6 separate regions of the Mus musculus genome follow, and all the other regions are linked to region 5. Evidence: chromatin contacts called from public Hi-C, HiCAR-type, HiChIP or PLAC-seq and promoter capture Hi-C data. All regions are on one chromosome and are shown on one strand. Each heading gives the region's core, a stretch centred on a gene start, on an enhancer-like site or on the middle of the called end of the contact. The rest is flanking DNA. Distances are from core to core; before and after follow the strand shown.

Region 1 (2,700 bases), core at 179-2,678, 2.6 Mb before region 5:
CTGTATGTAGTTCAACATGTGCTGAGCATATGTGAAGCCTTCGGTTCAGTCAGCATTACTGACAAAATTTAAATACACATATAGGTGTCTAAATATGTAAGTGCATATCTTTCCAAATATAGCTACTGGACTGAGCATTAACTATGTAAGAATAAGCTTTACAGTATTTATAAAATTTTAACCCAATACTCCATCACTTCAAACCCATACTTGGTCTTCTAAATACCAGTGCTTACTGTCATTTATTTGAAATACTCTCCAAACTCTCACAATTGTTCAGTCTCCTGGCTGAGACCTGTGGTTATCAGCTATGTGCATAACGAATTAAGAGGGATGGAAAACACGCCATGAGAACAGTTTAACGTTCCTTCCCTCCTGGGAAGAGAAGTACACAGCAGCAGACCAAACAGCCCCAGGACAGCAGAACCAAGATAAGGTTCCCTGACCCTGGAAGTTTATTACCGCCAGTGGTGTTTTTTTTTTTTTTTTTTTTTTTTTTTTTTTTTTTTGGCTCTGCCCATTATCAAGTAGGCTGGGAATTTGGTTAAAGCCTGAACTTGGAAGTAAACAAACAGCTTCACGTGCGCTGGAAACCCAAAAGGTGATGAAATCTCTCACTAGGTTCAGAACATCCAAATAAAAAGATGAAACCGATCACTGCTCCTTCGAATACAGGCCACGGTGAAAGATCTGGGTAGGCTGTGGCATTATGGCAACCAAGGACAAACCTGCCGGGGAAGCAGAAACGTGCTTCTACCTCGAGTCAGGATGCCAGACCTGAAGGTTCGCTGAGCCTGAAGGTTCGTGATGCCCGGGCGACCTGCCCTGAGCAAGAGGCATGACTCCTCTAAACTCGGTCTTGGGAGCCCGGTGGCCACCGAGACCACCGAGGTGATCACCGTGGACACTTGTCCACGCGAGCTTTCCCGACCGCCCCCGGCGTTACCCCCCACTCACCGCACACCATCAGCAACAGGACGATCAGCAGCGTGGCCACGAACACCAGCAGGGTCAGCCCCACGTTGTGCCACATTTTGAGAGCTGGGGGGTGGGCGCGGGCTCAGCGGCGGGCGGCAGAGCGGCGGGGCGGCATGGACCGCGGGTGCCCGAGGGCAGCGCCCCCAGGGGGCGGAACTTGGCGGTGCGGGGGCGGGCCGCGACGGGACCGGCCCTCAGACCTGCCCCCGGCCGGGGCGACCGAGTCGCTGGTGGAGCGGGCCTTGGGACGCCACTACCGCCTCCTCATCGCTCCGGGGAGCCGGAGCCACGGCGAGCGGAGAGGCCGGCGACGGACGGACGCGCTGCCATGGCGGACGTCGAGGCGGGGAAAGAGTGATCTGGAGGTGGCGCGGCGAACGCCAGGCCCTGGCTGCAGCTCACTCGAGGTCCCCCTCCTCCCTCGGAGACGCCAGATGTCAACCACTCCCCGAGGCCGCTGCAGCTGCTCCTCCGCTCCCCGCCCCCTCCCCCGCGGTAGCTCATCACCAAGCACCCACTCCGCAGCGACTCAGCCGCTGCGCGAGGCCTGCTGGGTAATGTAGTGCAAAGATCGGCGAGAGCTCCAGGTCTCCGCCCAGCAACGAACTACCACTCCCAGGAGTCAACGCTGCTCCGGCTTCTCCTTGCTCTCCTTTCCCGTCCCCTGTGCCTTTGGTGTTCTTGAGCCGCCACCTCCAACTTAGAGACTGCTGATTCTTGTTCTCAAGACTGTGCGTCGGACTGTCTCCCTGCCGAGGTGCCAGTTACATTTCAGCCGTTAATTCAAATACAAAATTGGTTTTAGTGAGCAAAAGGGAAAAGAGGATGGCTGTTGCCTGAAAAACAGGTTGTACTTGAACCCAACCTATTGCTCCCGGCAAAGGTTAGTTACTTGTGAGGAAATAAGTCCCCTGACGTCAGAATCTGGAAAGCCTTCCCCCTCCCCCAGCAACAGATGTTGTGTTGTGTTTTCACAGATAGTACGCTTCAGAAGTAACTGGTGAGTGACTTAGAGACATCTGTGCTCTTAATTCACCTACCTGTTTAGCAAGTTTCGTTCTGTTGTCTCCTTTAATTCAAGCAACATCTGGCCAACAGCCAAAGGTTTTGCCACATTTGCTTGAACTAACTTCTGAAAAACAAGGTATTTATCTCAAGTCCTTTTTTTCTATTTGAAATTAAAACTCCCAGTTCTGCCACATCTGTTAACGCAAGAGGTGATCAGCCCTTTCCTCCCTGAGAAATCAAGGCTTTCGCCTTCCACTGCAACTCTGTGCTAGCCATTCCCAGATGCCCTACTGTGTAAACTGCTTTCCAGCTAAGACGCAGCATAAAAATACATCAAGGCATTACTGGCTTTGCGCAAGATTTAATATACAGTTCCTGTGGAGAGAGTTGAGCTCGATGCAATAAATTTAGAAATCAACTTATTCATTTTTAGCAGATGATCCAACTCACTTGCATAACGGAGCACGTTTGATTTACAATCTGGTTGAAAGGAATACATTTGAATAGATCTAGTTCAAAAGAAATCAGGAAGAATCCAGACCTTTTTACCTTCTCTTTCATTCACATACAACAAACACTTCTGTGTGCTCTGGACTTCTTTGAGGTGCCAAGGATAAAGCCATGGCAGGGGCTGGTGAGATGGCACTGACTGCCCTTTCCGAAGGTCCTGAGTTCAAATCCTAGCAACCACATGATGGCTCATGACCATCCGTA
Region 2 (3,010 bases), core at 233-2,732, 2.2 Mb before region 5:
AGTATCTTTGGACCAATGGAGCAAATCAACCGCCCGTGGGTCACGGAGAACAAAGTTAGCAAACTCTCTCGACAGGGCGACATAGGCAGAGCCAAAATAAATGGTGAGGTTGTGGGGAGGTGGGGGCTTCAGAGCCGTGGTTCTGATCACGTAGGAAAGCTCTTTGCTTAGGTGTTCCCGGTGGACGTACCTGGTCCTTCCAATGGCGTGGGCTGGAGGCAGCACCCCGGGAGTGAGGTTCTTCCCCTTAAGCCCTTTCAGGTACTGAACTATCTCCTTGTTGGTTTTCAGGGGGAAGTCTTGTCCACAGGTGTTGATGGCGTACTTCCAGGGGACCTCGGAGGTGGACAGGTCTTTGATGCAGTTCAGGTCAGCCTGGAGCCGGGAGATTCCACCATAGACCACCGGCTCCATCTTAGAAGCCAGAAAGGCATTGGGGAAGCAGCTCACTAACTGTTCCACGGCACCTTTGAATTCAGCTGTTGCCTTTTCATCCACGTGAACACAGTAGATATTTTGAGGCATGAAGATTGCCCTGAAGAGCCTTGCAAAGGTGTCAAAATTGTGATGGATGACCATGACATACGCCAAAGGAAAATCGACCTCTTCCTGAGATAAAGGGGCAGTGATATAGTGGCTTTGGGTCACATATTCTGTGCAAGAAGGCTTCTCGTGAATCATTAGTTTGTTTCTCCACAGGAACCGGCTTTTCCCGTCGATGAAAGATGAGCACACTTGAGCCAGCATCACCGAGTCTGAGATGTTCAGCTTCTGGTAGCTTTGATCTCCTCCAAAACTTAACACGTAGAGCACAATAAAAACGATGACAGTAGTCACAGACACTATGAAGAAGTAACGCACGGACGGAGGCATGCCTCAAAGAGGGTCTCCGATGTCAGAGTCCGTCAAGCTTGGCCAATCCCTTCTCGGACTTACTTTTTCCTGGGAGCTCTCGCTGTGGTACATGCTCCAGTCAGTGTGAATTGCGGCTGTTTTGTCTCCCGGAGCCCAGCAGCGAGCTCTCTCCTGGAGCAGATATTAGAATCTGATCCCGCCTCTCTCAAACCTCCTTTGTCTAAATCCTAGCAGCAGGTTGCCGAAGCCCAGCCTTTTCCTCCTCCTCTGGCCTCCCAGTTTGCATCTGCTGACTTTTACTCTCCCTGCTACCTCTTTTTCAATTGAGTTTCTCACCTCCCCTTTCGTTCCTTTCCTTCGGGGGTTTCTGCTAGCTCTTTCCTCTTGTTACAATCGGCACGGCAAACCCCAAAGTGGATGGGATGAGCCGGGCTAGGCGTGTGAAGGGTTTCCTGCCTTCCTCCACTGCCTCTCTCTTCTGCTGTGTTACCTACTCTCCCCAGTGTGCCAGGCTAACAACCCAGGGGATCTAAAAGAGCCTCGGTTCTGTTAGTGGCTGTTTCGGGAGACTCTACTCGAATGACACAATCTGAAATAAAAGCACACCTCCTCCATCCCAGCTCCATTGTAATGTTTTCTGGCCCCACCCCACCAGTTTCCAAAACATGAGCTCCCAGGAGGAGGAGTTCCGGTCCTAAGGGATCTGACCGGGCAGAGGTGGGGGGGATGGGGGGGGAGTGACTTTGACTTAAACCCCCCTCTCCTCGTACTCTGGCCTCTGCCCTGGTGTTACAGAATGTACAGGTAGTGAACTGTACGGTCTAATTTGGATGAGACCTGAAGACTTCACAGAAAAGAGTTGAATCCTGGCCGCGAAGGACGTTCAGATCTACATCTCAACCAAGAACCTTAAGGGTTTAAGCACCCAGAGACCACTCGGGAGCTCTCCTATACTCTTGACTTTATAGTCGAAACAAAACAAAACAAAACAGGGTCTCAGGCAATCCATTCTGACCTGGAACTATCCTCCAGCCCCTACCTCCCAAGAGCTGGGTTTTCAGGATCTACACACTCACAACCCAGCTTTCCACCACCTACATTTAGATGCAGTTTTAAGCAGTGTCCTTTGGACTGGGGGCTGCCTTTCCATTTTCCTTTGCTAGTTGTCTGCATTTCTCAAGTGAGAGTCTGTACCTTGTGGGTTGACTTGCAATGGGAAATGAGTTTGCATTCCAGCCTGTGAAGAAAGAGTGCCCTTCGGTGCCCAGTCTTCCTTCTGCAGTCTAGACTAGCACAGCATGCAGAGTCCTTCCAAGTAGGAACTTGAGATTCCAAGCGCCCAGACTCCAGCCCAATGGCATGCCATGTCCTGAGCTACAGTTTCATTCGTCCAGATTTTATTTACATGTTTTGTTTTTCCTGTTTATATATTATTTTTCTTTCCTCTTACTAATCCTCTTCCTGCACCTGCATCAAACAAATATTCTGAGAAACCCTCCCCTGGGCCTTTAGGTCAGTTGTGAAAGAAAATGCAGCCATTTTGTAAAGTGGTTCACTCTCCTTCAAGTTATCTTCTTTGGTGTAGGGCAAAGGACAGTTCTATCTCTGTCTTCATCTTTTTTTTTTTCAAAAATAACACTGTTAAATATTAGGTTATTACATCTGCTGTGTCTTAACAACAGAGGGTAATTTTGTCATCAGTAATTTCATTTTGGCAATGCCCTCGGCTTAGAATGAATACTGAAATAGTTGCAGCCTGACAAAGCATTCGGTACACAGATACATAACTTAATTATGGTAACTGAATCTGTTTACATTACCCTTTCCAACTGGCCAATAGCACGGAGGTTCAGATTTGTGCAGACTCGGGAGGGGAGGTGGAGAAACACTAATGACATTACTTTATTACGATATACAGATACTGCCCAAAATAAGAATTTTCAGAATGCTTCTGAATTCAATCCAGAACTGCCAATGATGCTGTTCACAGGTTCAAAAATGTAGCTATTGTTTCTCTTTTGCCTGCCCTTGGACCAATTTCCCCAACTCCCAGTTCCAAGATTACAAATCCCTCTAGGAGAATGTTTTGCAAAACCAGCTATCATATTTGAAGATGCCTGTTACCTGGTACTTCTGGTCAGGCTGCAGTCCAGCC
Region 3 (2,986 bases), core at 446-2,945, 2.5 Mb after region 5:
AAGGGGAAAACCTACTTTACAGATGTCAGCCATTTAGAAAGTTGCAAGTAAAACTCAAAATATTAATGGATCCCATTAAACTTGAGTCAGTGACCTGATCAAACAAACAGAAAGGGAACAAAAGGCAAGTTCTGTTCCATTTATTTAAAAATTAAATTTGAAATTTAAAAATCTATTTTGACTAAGACAAAAATCAAACAGGGGCTTAAGAGTGTTTTTATAAAAGCACTGTATCGTCAATACCTTTGATTGCCACTACATCAAGACGAGTAGGTATACTTAGATTCAAGGACAACAAGTTGCAAACATGTGATCCAGAAAAACACAGATTGTTTCGAATAGAGAATGAAAGCTTGATACACCAAAACAAATGATAAGGCATGGTAAATTGACTTCCGTCTTATCGTTAAAATGACTCTTTGCTGTATTTAGGGACAGAGAATTTGCAGGTAGTGGCTTGTTGCACCATCTTAATATAAAACAATATTCCAAAACTAACGAGTGAGTTCCAAACACAAGAACCAGAATTATTCGAAGCTTCTCTTCGCACAGTCCTAAGATCAAGGAACAACCCAAAAACTTAAGTACTTTAGTAAGCTGGTCCGTGATAGCTAAAAGCTGAGAAAAACCCTCTTTTTGCCTTGGGTCTGAAATGATGTCTAGGAAATCCCCTAAAGTCCTAAGGGTTCCCTTATTAATCATGACATCTAATTTATTTATGTGCTTGTTTGTTTATTTATGTTTACGCACTACAAAACCGTGCTCTTAACAAAAACAGTAGTGCATCCCACACTTTTAATCCCAGCACCGGGAAATCTGTGACCAGGAGCTCAAGGGCAGTCTGGACTACAAAACGAGACCCCGTCTCAAAAACAGGAAAGAAAAAAAAAAAAAAACAGAAAAGAAAAGAAAGAAAAAATAGTAAACAAACAAAAAATAGTGTAGCCCCTTAGTGAAGATCCCGGAAATGGAAGTCACAGCCGAATGCAAAGTGCATAACAGTCGGCGACCTGACACCTCTACTCTGCAGCAAGGCCAGCACTCACCCAGCGTACGCCGGGGAAACCAAACGCGGGCGTTTCGAAGTCCGCAAAGCGGCCACACACTCACTCCGCCGTCACTGAGCTTAACCTCTGGCTACCGAGACGCTGGGCGCGCTGGGCGCCGCCATCTTGACGGGAAGAGGCCAGGGCCCTAGGTCCCTTGAGCCGCTCGCCCAAAGACAAGCCGGTGCGCCAGGAAGTCGCCAGCTAGTTACCTCCGCACCACTGGCGCTGCGTCCCCCAGTCACGATGACACTGATAAACTCAGGCTGCCAACCAGACGGATCCAAAGCAAAGTCACCCTCGTTTTCGTGCACAGCAGGTCAGGCAGCGCCAAAGACAGCCGAGCCGGGCAGGGGCAGGGCTGGGGAGCGCGGCTCGTAACCCAGGCAACGGGGCCTAGGCAGGTGTAGGGGGCGTGGTGTCAGGAGACACCGGGATCTCGGCCACGCCCCCGGGCGGTTCGAAAGGCGGAGGAGGCTTTGAGCCCTGGTGTTCGAGCCCGCGACTGTCCTCCCGAGGAGCGAGCCTGGGGCTGGACGGCTCGGCCTCCTGCCGCCCGAGGAGCCTGTGAGGAACGCGGAGCCTCCAGGACACGGGCGCCACCCCTTAGCTGCCCGCCGCCCTGCCTGCGGCGCCACCTCTCGCGCAGGACGCGAGCCAGGCCGCGCGCGAGCCAGGCGGAGCCTCTCTTCTCCTGCCTTCCAGCGTGCTTTTTTTTTTTTTTTTTTTTTTTTGCATCGTTTGACATTTGGGTTCAGTTAAACTTGGGGCTTCTACGAAGAAGGACCTGTTTGGTTTTGTTGTTAGGGTGTTTTTTGGTTTGTTTGTTTTTGTTTATTTTCAACATGGCAGCCTCCAGCCGCGCACAAGTTTTAGATCTGTACCGGGCGATGATGAGAGAGAGCAAGCATTTCAGCGCCTACAATTACAGGTGACCCGGGGGGAGGGCCGGGAATCGGGTGCCCAGCTCTGTCTGCGGGGGTCGCGGATCAGGCGGCCACAACCTGTGAAAGTGACAGGCTCCACTCCCATGACGCGCACGTGCAACTGTCCACCCCCAGGTGTGACCCTCAGAGCCCTGGAGGGGAGGAGCCAAGGACTTGCCCTTCAAATGCTGGGATACCTTCCCTGAACTGACACCCACATAGGGGCTTTAGGACCATTAAACAGTGTCCTGTTTCTGCGGTACAAAGTGATGAACGCGAAGCTACCAGTGAGAAGCTAGGACAAGGAAACTTAGGGCATACCTATATCTTGCCTTGAGATTACAAGAGTGGAAGCAGGCAGTCTAGACCACGTGGACACAAAACTGAAGGCTTGCTCTAGGGCCCCCTTTCATTTCACTAGTGTTTTAATTCGTGACGTTGGTTCCAAGTATCAGATACGTTCTTACTAAAGGATGGTGGAGAGGGGCTACATATTCATGTTAAAGGTAAAATGAGTTGCTAAGCCTTTAAAAACTGAATTCTTAGTTTATCCAGCCTCGCCAAACTGAAATCTTACTGCTAGATCCTAGAGTCTAGGACCTATAACAAGAGGACAGGAGCATCAATTCTTCAAAAACATTTAAAACTTAAATTTATTTTAAGTTATAAAATGTATGTTAATGAGTTACTATGCGTGCACCTCACTTAAATGCACTAAAACTTACATTTTTAACTCTGCCCCATTTCTTTCCTTGCTTGGCCTATTCCCCTACTTGTATGAGTCCCTTATACTTCCTTGCCACATGGTAGTGGTGCACACCTTTAACCCCAGCACTGGGAAGGCACAGGCAGCCAGAGCGCTGAAATCGAGGCCACCATGAACTACACAGAGAAACCCAGTCTCAAAAAAACCAAAACAACACACACACACACACACACACAAAACTCTACCTCAGAACCTCCACCTTCACAGTTTCTGCTTCTTTGAAACTTCTGACCCAACATTTCTGTAGA
Region 4 (2,767 bases), core at 64-2,563, 2.2 Mb before region 5:
TCTCAGTACAGAATAGTTAATAATTCTAATAATAATAGTAATAATTATAATAATAATAATTGCCCTTTTTTTCCAAAGCAAAGAAGGACTAAGTGTAGAGCTGGCAGAGTGGTTTCTCTGGGAACAGCAGTTACTCAGGATTTCAAGTTGGAGCCAAACTACCCACTTGGACTACATTTTCTGGATATTTTAAATCGAAGCCTCCCTCACAGGGCCAAAATCACTCAGGCAAATTCCAGCAATGCTTTTTTTTTTTTTTTCCCCATCCTCCCCACTTTCCTAGACAGGAACGAAAAGCACATAACTTCACTCTTCAGATCCATGAAGAGGGTCGTTTGCCCTGAGCGGTCTGATGATGACTGAGAAGTCCCATGGGTCACCCACACTCCCAGGAGTGTTTTCTGAATGGTATCACACAGGTAGCAAAGGGCACACCCTTAGAAGAAGCCCGTGGGGGGCGAGGGCATGGGAAGATAGGACTCATTCCTATTTAAAAAACAAAACAAAACAAAACAAAACAAAAAACAAACAAACAAACAAAAAACCCACTTGGGCCAGAACTGAAAAATCCATTAGATAAACTTTCTGCAAGAAAAGGGAAAAAGCTGGGCAGTGGTGGCGCACACTTGGGAGGCAGAGGCAGGTGGATTTCTGAGTTCGAGGCCAGCCTGGTCTACAAAGTGAGTTCCAGGACAGCCAGGACTATACAGAGAAACCCTGTCTTGAAAAAAAAAAAAAAAAGAAAAGAAAAAACAAAACAAAACAAAACAAAAAAAAGGGAAAAAAATACGTCTGTAGACAATATTTCTAAGATGAAAGTAACAGTTCAATTGTCTCTGGGTGCCCGTGGAGCTCTGCATCCCTCTTGTAGTTACCAGAGTCAGCAGATTCTCAGATCCCTTCTATACCTTGGCATAGTAACCCACCCAGAGCCTAAACATCCTTTGCAGACTTTAAACCAGTTCCAGACGATTTTAAATACCTAATACAGTGTAAAAGCAGTGTAAGGTGTTTATATGATTGTACCGTACCGTGTGGGCCCTAGACTCTAGGGAGTACTAAGAAGGAAAGGCCAGGAGGCTGTTTCTCTGCTGTTGCCTGGTTTCCACCTGAGATTAGTTGAATTGTTTGGGCTGCAAAGCAAGCCTGCCCAGAGGAGTGATGGATCTCCTCCACCCTAATCATGTTCCTCATTCCACAAGCTTTTGGTACCGGTCGGGCTGAGGAGGTTAGAACAAAGTGTAGAAGTGTGGTCGCAGCCATTCAGTTTACGGCCCTCACATCCGGTGTGGGCAGGCCACACAGGAACCTATTGTAGGAGGAACTGAGATAGATTTACACAATGGAATGGAGGTGTCAAGAGGAGGGGGGAGGCGGCACAAGGAGGCGAGGGGGCGAGGCAGGGCGGGGCGGGGCGGGGGCTGGTTCTGGGAACAGAGAAAGGAATGGAGAGGTGACTCTGGCTGACTTTCAAGGGCAGCTGGTTGGAATGAACAGCAAAGATAAAGAGCATTCCTTAAAGGGAGAACCGAATGAACAAGGGTGTGGCAAACGGGTAAGAGTTTGTCTCTGGGAAGCAGAGAGAGGCTTTGCCCAGCTCCCAAAGTGCTTGCTACTCCTGGAGAGAAAAAAACAAAACAAAAACAAAAAACCAAGACCAGACGCCTGTGTCACCCCAGTGACCACATTCCCCTTCCTAATCACGAACTTAACCTAACGCCTCCATACCAAACATGTGTGCGCATTGTTTTTTCCTTAATCTTACCAAGAAGTTTTCGAATAGCAATATGAAACTCTCAAGAGCCAACAGTAAGAAATCCATGCTTGCCAGGCCGTGGTGGCCCACGCCTTTAATCCCGGTATTCTGGAGGCAGGGGTAGGCAGATCTCTTGAGTTAGAGGCCAGACAGGTTTACCGAACAAGTTCTTGAACAGCCAGAGCCACACAGAGAAACCCTGCCTCAACAAAACAAAACAAAACAAAACAAAACAAAACAAAACAAAACAACAATAAAAACTAAACAACAATGAAGAAGAAAGAGAAAAGAGAAAAAAAATCCATGTCTGCCCCCCTTTCTCTCTTAGCATCAAATGAGTTCCTACAACCGGCCAGGGTCAGTTTGGATACTGTTTAACCCTTCTTCTATCAGCCTTACAAAGAGATATTTCATCCTCAGAATCTGAGAAAGGGATTAAGCTCAGAGAAACTAAGTATCTTGCTTGAAGATCAACAGACTCTTAATGGTAGAGGCAGGCTTTAAGCCATTGTTATTGTGTAGCTCAGTGGTAGAGCAGTTGCCTGGCATGTGTGAGAACTGTGTGTCACTTTCAGCAGTACAACAGTGGTGGTGGTGATGATGGTGGTGGTGGTGGTAGTGATGATATGCCACCAATAAGTACCATCTAACTGGACAGAGTAAGCAGATGTGTAGGTTGTCTATGGAACCCACTCCATAGTCCTCATAAAGTCTAAAATGCATTTCAATTGGCAGCAGTGGCTCTGGTCCCTAACTCTCAGTTTCTTCCTTTTCTTCCATGTATTTTTTTAAGTTAATTTTTTGTAAAAAAATTAATCCATTTAGTATGTCTATATAGGTGGATCCTGGGAATTGAACTCAGGTCAACAGGTTTGGTGGTGTGTGCCTTTCCCCACTAAGCCATGTTGTTCGGTCTTCCAGCCTACCTACTTTCTTTCTTTCTTTCTTTCTTTCTTTCTTTCTTTCTTTCTTTCTTTCTTTCTTTCTTTTTTCTTTCTTTCTTTCTTTCTT
Region 5 (2,879 bases), core at 149-2,648:
CCCGACGAATAATCTCTGGTCCAGTAGAAAGGTGCACCTCCGCAGGTTCTAGCAGTGGGCGTGGCAGAACGAATGAGCAGGAAGCTCCACCCCTGAACAAGCAGGTTTCAGGCTGGGGGAGGGGAGACTACACCCCAACAAACAGAATAATCAAGCCTGTCACAGCAACATCTTGGTTCCTGGTACCAGCTTCTGTCTTGGTCACTGTTCATTTGCCTATAATCACCATTTTTATTCAAACCACCACATAAGGATTCAACTTGTCTCAGTTAGAGTTTCTATTGTTGTAAAGAGACACCATGAGTTACTATTAACTTTTATAAAGAAAAACATTTAGTTAGGGCTGCCTTACGGGTTCAGAAATTTAGTCCATTATCATTACAGTGAGTCTCATGGCCCCAGGCAGGCAGACATGATGCTGAAGGAGCCAAGAGTTTTATATCTGGATCAGCAGGAGGCAAGGAAAAAAAAAAAAAAAGAATGCCACTAGGATCTGAAACCTCAAAGCCCACCCCCACTGCCACATTTTCTCTAACAAGGCCACACCTACTCCAACGAGGTCACGCCAATAGTGACACTCCCGGTGAGCATATGGAGGCTCATTTTCTTTCTTTTGGGGGGGGGGGAGAGGAGGGGTTCGAGACAGGGATTCTCTGTGTATCCCTGGCTGTCCTGGAACTCACTTTGTAGACCAGGCTGGCCTCGAACTCAGAAATCTGCCTGCCCCTGCCTCTGCCTCCCGAGTGCTGGGATTAAAGGCGTGCACCACCACGCCCGGTTGGGGGCTTATTTTCGTTCAAACAACCACAGATCTCAAGTTCCCTTGCTAGGTCACTGGCCCTTATCCTTATTTTAATTTAAGATTGTTCTATAATTTTCTTATTTGGAGAACTATTTGACGAGTTTGGGAATCAATGCTTTATATTTATAAAACAAATAATCTAAATTATTCTTCTGATCTACAATAGTTTTATAAGCATTGTAATGAATGATTCAATCTTTAAGATTCGGATACATTCAGCCAGGCAGTGGTGGTGCATGCCTTTAATCCCAGCATTTGGGAGGCAGAGGCAGGCGAATTTCTGAGTTCGAGGCTAGCCTGGTCTACAGAGTGAGTTCCAGGTTAGTCAGGGCTATACAGAGAAACCCTGTCTCAGAAAACAAAACTAAGATTCGGATACATTCTTCTGTGAAACTGTCTACACTCCGTGCTCTCCTCTGCCTACTGTGAGCAATCCACCGGACTCCGAATGTGGTTGGCCCCGCCCTTAATTACGAACCGCCCCCTGCCTTGAGCTGACTCCGCCCCTTTCGCGCAGGCGCGCTTGCCGTCCTCCCAGCCAATCGTGGGAGACATCTGTGGGGCCGGACTTCCTGCTCAATCAAGGTCCTAGCTGTGCAGGCCCCGCCTCCCTAGGAGCTGGGCCAGAAGATGGCGGCGGCCGCGGAGTTGAGGCTGCTGGAGAAGAGTCTGGGACTGAAGCCGGGGAATAAGTACAGTGCTCAGGGCGAGCGGCAGGTGAGGCGCAGCGGTAGGAAAGCAGCAGGGCGGCGGGGTGACCCGGAGCCTACGCGACCCGGCCGGGGCATCGGAATGGACTCCGCTCCCCACGTGCGTGCGGGGCGGGCCGCGTGGCTCGGTCTGGACCTCCAGGCAAATGTCACCGTCCTCCCCTCGGGGAGCAGAAAGCCAGTTCGCGGAGGCCTGGGCAGAGTCAGGGGTTCAGATCCCTGTAGGCGGCCGTTAGCCGTGCCTGGTCCTTTCATTCAGCGACCGCCTTTCCAGCGGCTGGCCGGGCGAGCGGTACAGATTCCTGGAAGCCGCCTGGCGGAGGGAACACGGAATAGGACCCTGCTCATTCTGGCGACACACCCGCTTGGATGTGCATTGTGCAGAGAATTGAGGAAGATTCCGGGTGTGGGGCAGTGGAATGCTTGGTGAGATAGAAGAATCCTGATTTCTTAGGGTGTAGAAAGTGAGTCCTTTGTAACTCATCATTTGCCGTAGAAAGATGGTACTAGAGGAAGAATGGTAGTGGGAAACCATAGAGTGTGCCTTGAACGGGATTCCAGATCTAGATGGCTTGTTCCTGTTTGGGCCCAAAGGTTTTGTTTTGTTTTGTTTTTTCCTTTAATGTCTAAATCGTAGCGGTATTGTGGGGTTCACAGTAACTTAATGTGGCACCTGGAAAGGTTAAATGACTTGCCTGCCGTAGGCTGCGAAGGCCATCCTCCCCAGAGGTGATGTGCTCTGTCCTCAGCCCAGTTTCCTTTGCACACCCTCTTTTTTGGCTTTGCCGAGACATGAGAGACAGTCTTGCTTTCAAGGCATGAGGGACAGTCACCAGCAATTAAGGGCCCAATAGGACAAGCGACAGGGGAGGAATACATTGAGGACAGTGGCACAGTGCCACAGAGGAGGTGGGATTTAAGCTTCAGTGAGAAGCTGGTGTTCAAGAGATTAGACTTGGAAGGATGTAGAAAACCAGTGAATTACTATGTAAGTTTGGGTCCAGTAAGCCACCCAAAACAGAGTAGTGCAATACAGAATAAACCCAAGTTCAGTCTTAGACCAAGTTCAGTTTGAAGTTCAGAGTTGGGTTTTAGTGCCTTGTGTAATGGAAACGTTTCACAGTGAGTCCCAGTTGAAAGTTTCTGGTTTTCTGTGAGTACAGACCAAAGACTAGAGATGAAATCACCGTGTTTCCTTAGTTGAAAACTAACCACAGTACACCAGCAGTTACGATGTGCTCAGCGAGATTCCCAATAATAATGACAAGGAACAGTCTAAGGATCCAACTGTAGGAGCAAGGTCCATTAGATTATGGTACATCAGTACATGAGGAAACTACTACTTATCCACCCGCTAGAAGTAGCTC
Region 6 (3,003 bases), core at 94-2,593, 2.9 Mb before region 5:
TCTCCTTGAACATATGAACCCTGTATCATGCCAGATTTTGCCTATAAGTATACTACATACTATTAATTTGCTATCACACAGATTTTGAAATAGTAACGTTCAATTGGAGTTAAGACATTTTAAAGAACTGAGTTTTTGTTTGGGGTTTTGGTTGTGGTTTCACAAAAGCAGCTACTCCGGAGTCAAACTGTTGACCCTACTGCTTTCCAGTCAATATTACTCTTTAGACGCTATTTTTAAAACTCGGAACTCAAAAGAGTTTAAGCACTTCCACACTGAGAAAACCAGAAGTTTCTTCACAAGCAAACCTGCATATGAAATCATATTATGTGTACTAATGCTTACTCTGACAACCTGATGCTATAACGTAGCTAAACCCCATTCCCAATCACATTGATTAATGAAGGGAAATACACAGAATTCTCCAATTTCACAAATACAGCAACTTGAAGCCAGGAGACAGCCAGACAAAAGGAAATAGCAGAGAAGACAACTGTTTCGACTGCTCTAGACCTTGGTCCAGCCCCTGACCCCGCTATTATCTACTTAGTCATATCTCTCTCTCTCTCTCAACAAATAAAGGAACGAACGGTCGGTCCACCGTGATCACGGTGAGCAGGCAATAGGAGTACTGCAATTGGTTTGACATCTGTCAGCAAGAAAAAGGGCTAAACCAGGAAAGAAAGACTAAAAAAGATCGAAACTGCAAGAAGCGGTGTATGTGCGTGCGCGCGCGCACGGGGAAAGGCGGGGGGGGGGGGGGGGGTTAATGACAGAAACATGAACTGTGATCCAGTCGGGGCACTGGCGCGACTCGCGCGTGCTCCAGCGGCCCGCACCGGGCCGGGTTTGCGGACGCCCCGAACACCCGTGGAGTGGGTCCCCCACCGCTCCCTCCGCCCGGCGCATTACCCGTGAGGTTCCTCAGCACCGTGCCATGGGCCCAGAGGCTCAGGACCTGCTGCACCGACAGGTTGATCATCGAGTGGTCGGCGCCCTCCGCCCTCATCGTCCCCGCGGGGCGGCAGCGGGGCGCTCCGGGGGGCGCCGCTCGGCGGGTGTCGCAGGCAGCGTCCTCCCCGCCGGGGAGACATCGAGGAGCGCTGGCGGGCGAGGCCTGGGGCCGCGGGAGGGACCGCCGCTCCCGCTCAGGGCCCGCGTCGCGCCGCGGGGGCCCGCCACGCCACGAGGCCCGGGTCACGCCGTGAGGCCCGCGCGGAGCGGCAGCCGGCAGGGGCAGGCCGCGAGACGAGGCTCATCGCGGGGACGCGCGACGAGGCAGCGGCGCCCGGCCGCGGCACCTGCCGCCCGCCTGCCGCTCGGCCTTTGGGTAGCCAACACTCGAGGAGCCGCCCCCTCCGCCCGCGACCGCCCCGGGGCGCGCGCATGCGCGTGTCCGCTCCTCGGCCCCGCCTCCCCGGGGGTGAGCGGCTGCGCACGCGCACTGCCTCCCCCCCGCTCCTCGCGCGCGCGCGCGCGCCGCCCTAGGCACCCGGGAGCTCAGGCTGTCGTCGGCTCCCAGCGTCCGCCCGCAGTGGGGCGGAGGGAGCGCCACCTACGTCACTGGCGCCACCGCTGGGTCTCGCCGCTCATTGGCTGCTCCGAGGGAACAGACTCCAAGCCCCTCGCCCCCTCCTGACTGCGCGCCCCCGGAAACCTGAAACCGGTGAGCTGGGCGGGGATGAGAGAGCTGTGTATAGGTCCCGGGAGCTGCCAGGATTTTTGGAGCCTGCGCTTCGCTGCTCCAGATCCTTCCCTCTCCGTGAGGGCGTCTGCGAGCAACTTTTTGCAAAGGTGTAAATGCTCAAGATTTCATTTGTAGGGTTGTCTGAGAGTGCGTCCAGTGACCTGGATACGCCCCTCCCTTTGCTAAATCTACTAAAACAGAAATAGATCCTCTTTGTCATTTCAGCCAGTCTTCTGGCCGGCCAGCAGTAAAATACGAACTCCCCTTAGCTGCAGGATCTGAAACCACTTATTGACGCAGGGCCCCGTAGGTGTCCGAATGAATCCTCCTGGCCAAGGCTGGCTCTAGCGCTTCTTCCAGATAGGACTCTTTTCATCTAAAATTGTGAATCTCCCCAGCACTTAAACTAACTCAGCTTCGTCTCCCTGTCCTTCAAATCCAAGGTCAGCCTCAGAAGCATCTTAACTCCAGTTATGCTAGTTACAGTCTTCCTTGATGTTTGAAACCTTTTAACTTGAAATTAAAAAAAAAAAAATCGTGTTTGCATAAAAAACGTTAGTGCTCCTCACCCCATCCCCCTCGCCCAATTCCATCTTTTTCCAAATACTCTGCTGCTAAAGTTTACAGAAGGAAGTGAAGAAAGAATAGCTAAGCCAATCAAGTGTTTTTGCCCAGTAACTGAAGATTCGAATTGCCTAAATATTGTTGCTTTTGGTGAGCACCTTAAAAATGACAATAATGTATATGCAGGTTTATATTTATGCATGTTTTTGTTTTGCTCCCACAATATAGAAAAAAGTTTGGGCGTCATTAAGAGGAACCGTACTAAAACCTACTATGGTGTAGGGTTCAATGGCTGAATTAAATGTCAATTCAGGAGTATAGACTATCAGACATAAATGAGTTTAACATCAAATTCATTTTAGATAAAGAAGGGGCTTCATTTCTTTCTTTGTTGTTGTTGTTGTTGTTGTTGTTCTTCTTCTTCTTCTTCTTCTTCTTCTTCTTCTTCTTCTTCTTCTCCTATTTTTTTAAATTCTTCCTGGCAGCCATAGTATATGTCCTATCTTTCTAGTCTGAATTAAAGTTCAGAATGGGAAGTTAACCTCATGGTGCTGCGAAGGGATTTAACATTATTAGGTAACATGAGCACATTCACTGACAGATATAGCCAAGCCTCCGAAGGACATGTTAAACTCTCCTGTCGTCAGCTTACAAAATGAACCAGAAAACCTGCTTAACTAGCCAAAGAAGAGATGTTTGTAACAACCGCAGAAAATCACTCATGCTAATGGAGGGCTGTGGTTGCACCAACT

What was found. Promoter capture Hi-C pulls out the DNA fragments that hold promoters and counts their contacts. Hi-C and Micro-C count contacts between places; a contact is called where the count stands out from the background. HiCAR-type assays count read pairs that join an accessible place to other places. HiChIP or PLAC-seq counts read pairs in DNA pulled down with a chosen protein or histone mark.
Region 1: a promoter capture Hi-C map of hippocampal neurons shows a contact between it and region 5, with 5 times the contacts expected there. The contact joins the promoter of Smim13 here to the promoter of Eef1e1 in region 5. A contact is called at or near these places in 4 of 39 promoter capture datasets (the 3T3-L1 cell line, cranial neural crest, hippocampal neurons and 1 more), 1 of 484 Hi-C or Micro-C datasets (B cells), 2 of 115 datasets of contacts at active chromatin or transcription factors (embryonic forebrain and embryonic stem cells) and 2 of 9 other capture datasets (embryonic stem cells and liver).
Region 2: an H3K27ac HiChIP or PLAC-seq map of embryonic stem cells shows a contact between it and region 5, with 3 times the contacts expected there. The contact joins the promoter of Gcnt2 here to the promoter of Eef1e1 in region 5. A contact is called at or near these places in 4 of 39 promoter capture datasets (the HPC-7 cell line, cranial neural crest, liver and 1 more), 3 of 115 datasets of contacts at active chromatin or transcription factors (acute myeloid leukemia, astrocytes and embryonic stem cells) and 1 of 9 other capture datasets (embryonic stem cells).
Region 3: a contact with region 5 is called in a Hi-C map of CD8 T cells, with 5 times the contacts expected there. The contact joins the promoter of Lyrm4 here to the promoter of Eef1e1 in region 5. A contact is called at or near these places in 3 of 39 promoter capture datasets (liver and pre-B cells), 3 of 484 Hi-C or Micro-C datasets (CD4 T cells and CD8 T cells) and 1 of 9 other capture datasets (liver).
Region 4: a contact with region 5 is called in an H3K27ac HiChIP or PLAC-seq map of acute myeloid leukemia, with 11 times the contacts expected there. The contact joins the enhancer-like site here to the promoter of Eef1e1 in region 5. A contact is called at or near these places in 6 of 39 promoter capture datasets (the 3T3-L1 cell line, cranial neural crest, embryonic stem cells and 2 more) and 3 of 115 datasets of contacts at active chromatin or transcription factors (acute myeloid leukemia and embryonic stem cells).
Region 6: a HiCAR-type map of astrocytes shows a contact between it and region 5, with 3 times the contacts expected there. The contact joins the promoter of Tmem170b here to the promoter of Eef1e1 in region 5. A contact is called at or near these places in 3 of 39 promoter capture datasets (the 3T3-L1 cell line, hippocampal neurons and liver) and 1 of 115 datasets of contacts at active chromatin or transcription factors (astrocytes).

The regions. Positions count from the first base shown.
Region 1 is chr13:41,248,572-41,251,271 of GRCm38.p6, reverse strand. Smim13 (small integral membrane protein 13) reads right to left here and starts at 1,428. Exons shown (of 2, transcript NM_001135577.2): 1 at 958-1,428. The coding sequence starts at 1,033.
Region 2 is chr13:40,885,230-40,888,239 of GRCm38.p6, reverse strand. Gcnt2 (glucosaminyl (N-acetyl) transferase 2, I-branching enzyme) reads right to left here and starts at 1,482. Exons shown (of 3, transcript NM_008105.3): 1 at 1-1,482. The coding sequence starts at 873.
Region 3 is chr13:36,116,066-36,119,051 of GRCm38.p6, reverse strand. It overlaps Lyrm4 (LYR motif containing 4), which reads left to right and starts at 1,695. Exons shown (of 3, transcript NM_201358.2): 1 at 1,695-1,977. The coding sequence starts at 1,892. Fars2 (phenylalanine-tRNA synthetase 2 (mitochondrial)) reads right to left here and starts at 1,409. Exons shown (of 7, transcript NM_024274.3): 1 at 1,047-1,409.
Region 4 is chr13:40,867,732-40,870,498 of GRCm38.p6, reverse strand. It overlaps a transcript of Gcnt2 not described here. Among named protein-coding and RNA genes, the nearest start is that of Mir5124a, 3.3 kb to the right of the region's middle. Within about 2 kb of position 1,313, at least 134 of the 459 cell types and tissues checked have an H3K27ac peak or open chromatin away from gene starts, as enhancers often do. A contact at or near this core is called in acute myeloid leukemia and embryonic stem cells, where this site is marked.
Region 5 is chr13:38,657,547-38,660,425 of GRCm38.p6, reverse strand. Eef1e1 (eukaryotic translation elongation factor 1 epsilon 1) reads left to right here and starts at 1,398. Exons shown (of 4, transcript NM_025380.2): 1 at 1,398-1,519. The coding sequence starts at 1,433.
Region 6 is chr13:41,604,222-41,607,224 of GRCm38.p6, reverse strand. It overlaps Tmem170b (transmembrane protein 170B), which reads right to left and starts at 1,343. Exons shown (of 3, transcript NM_001163572.2): 1 at 913-1,343. The coding sequence starts at 1,009. Gm32184 (a long non-coding RNA gene) reads left to right here and starts at 1,149. Exons shown (of 3, transcript XR_382252.4): 1 at 1,149-1,666.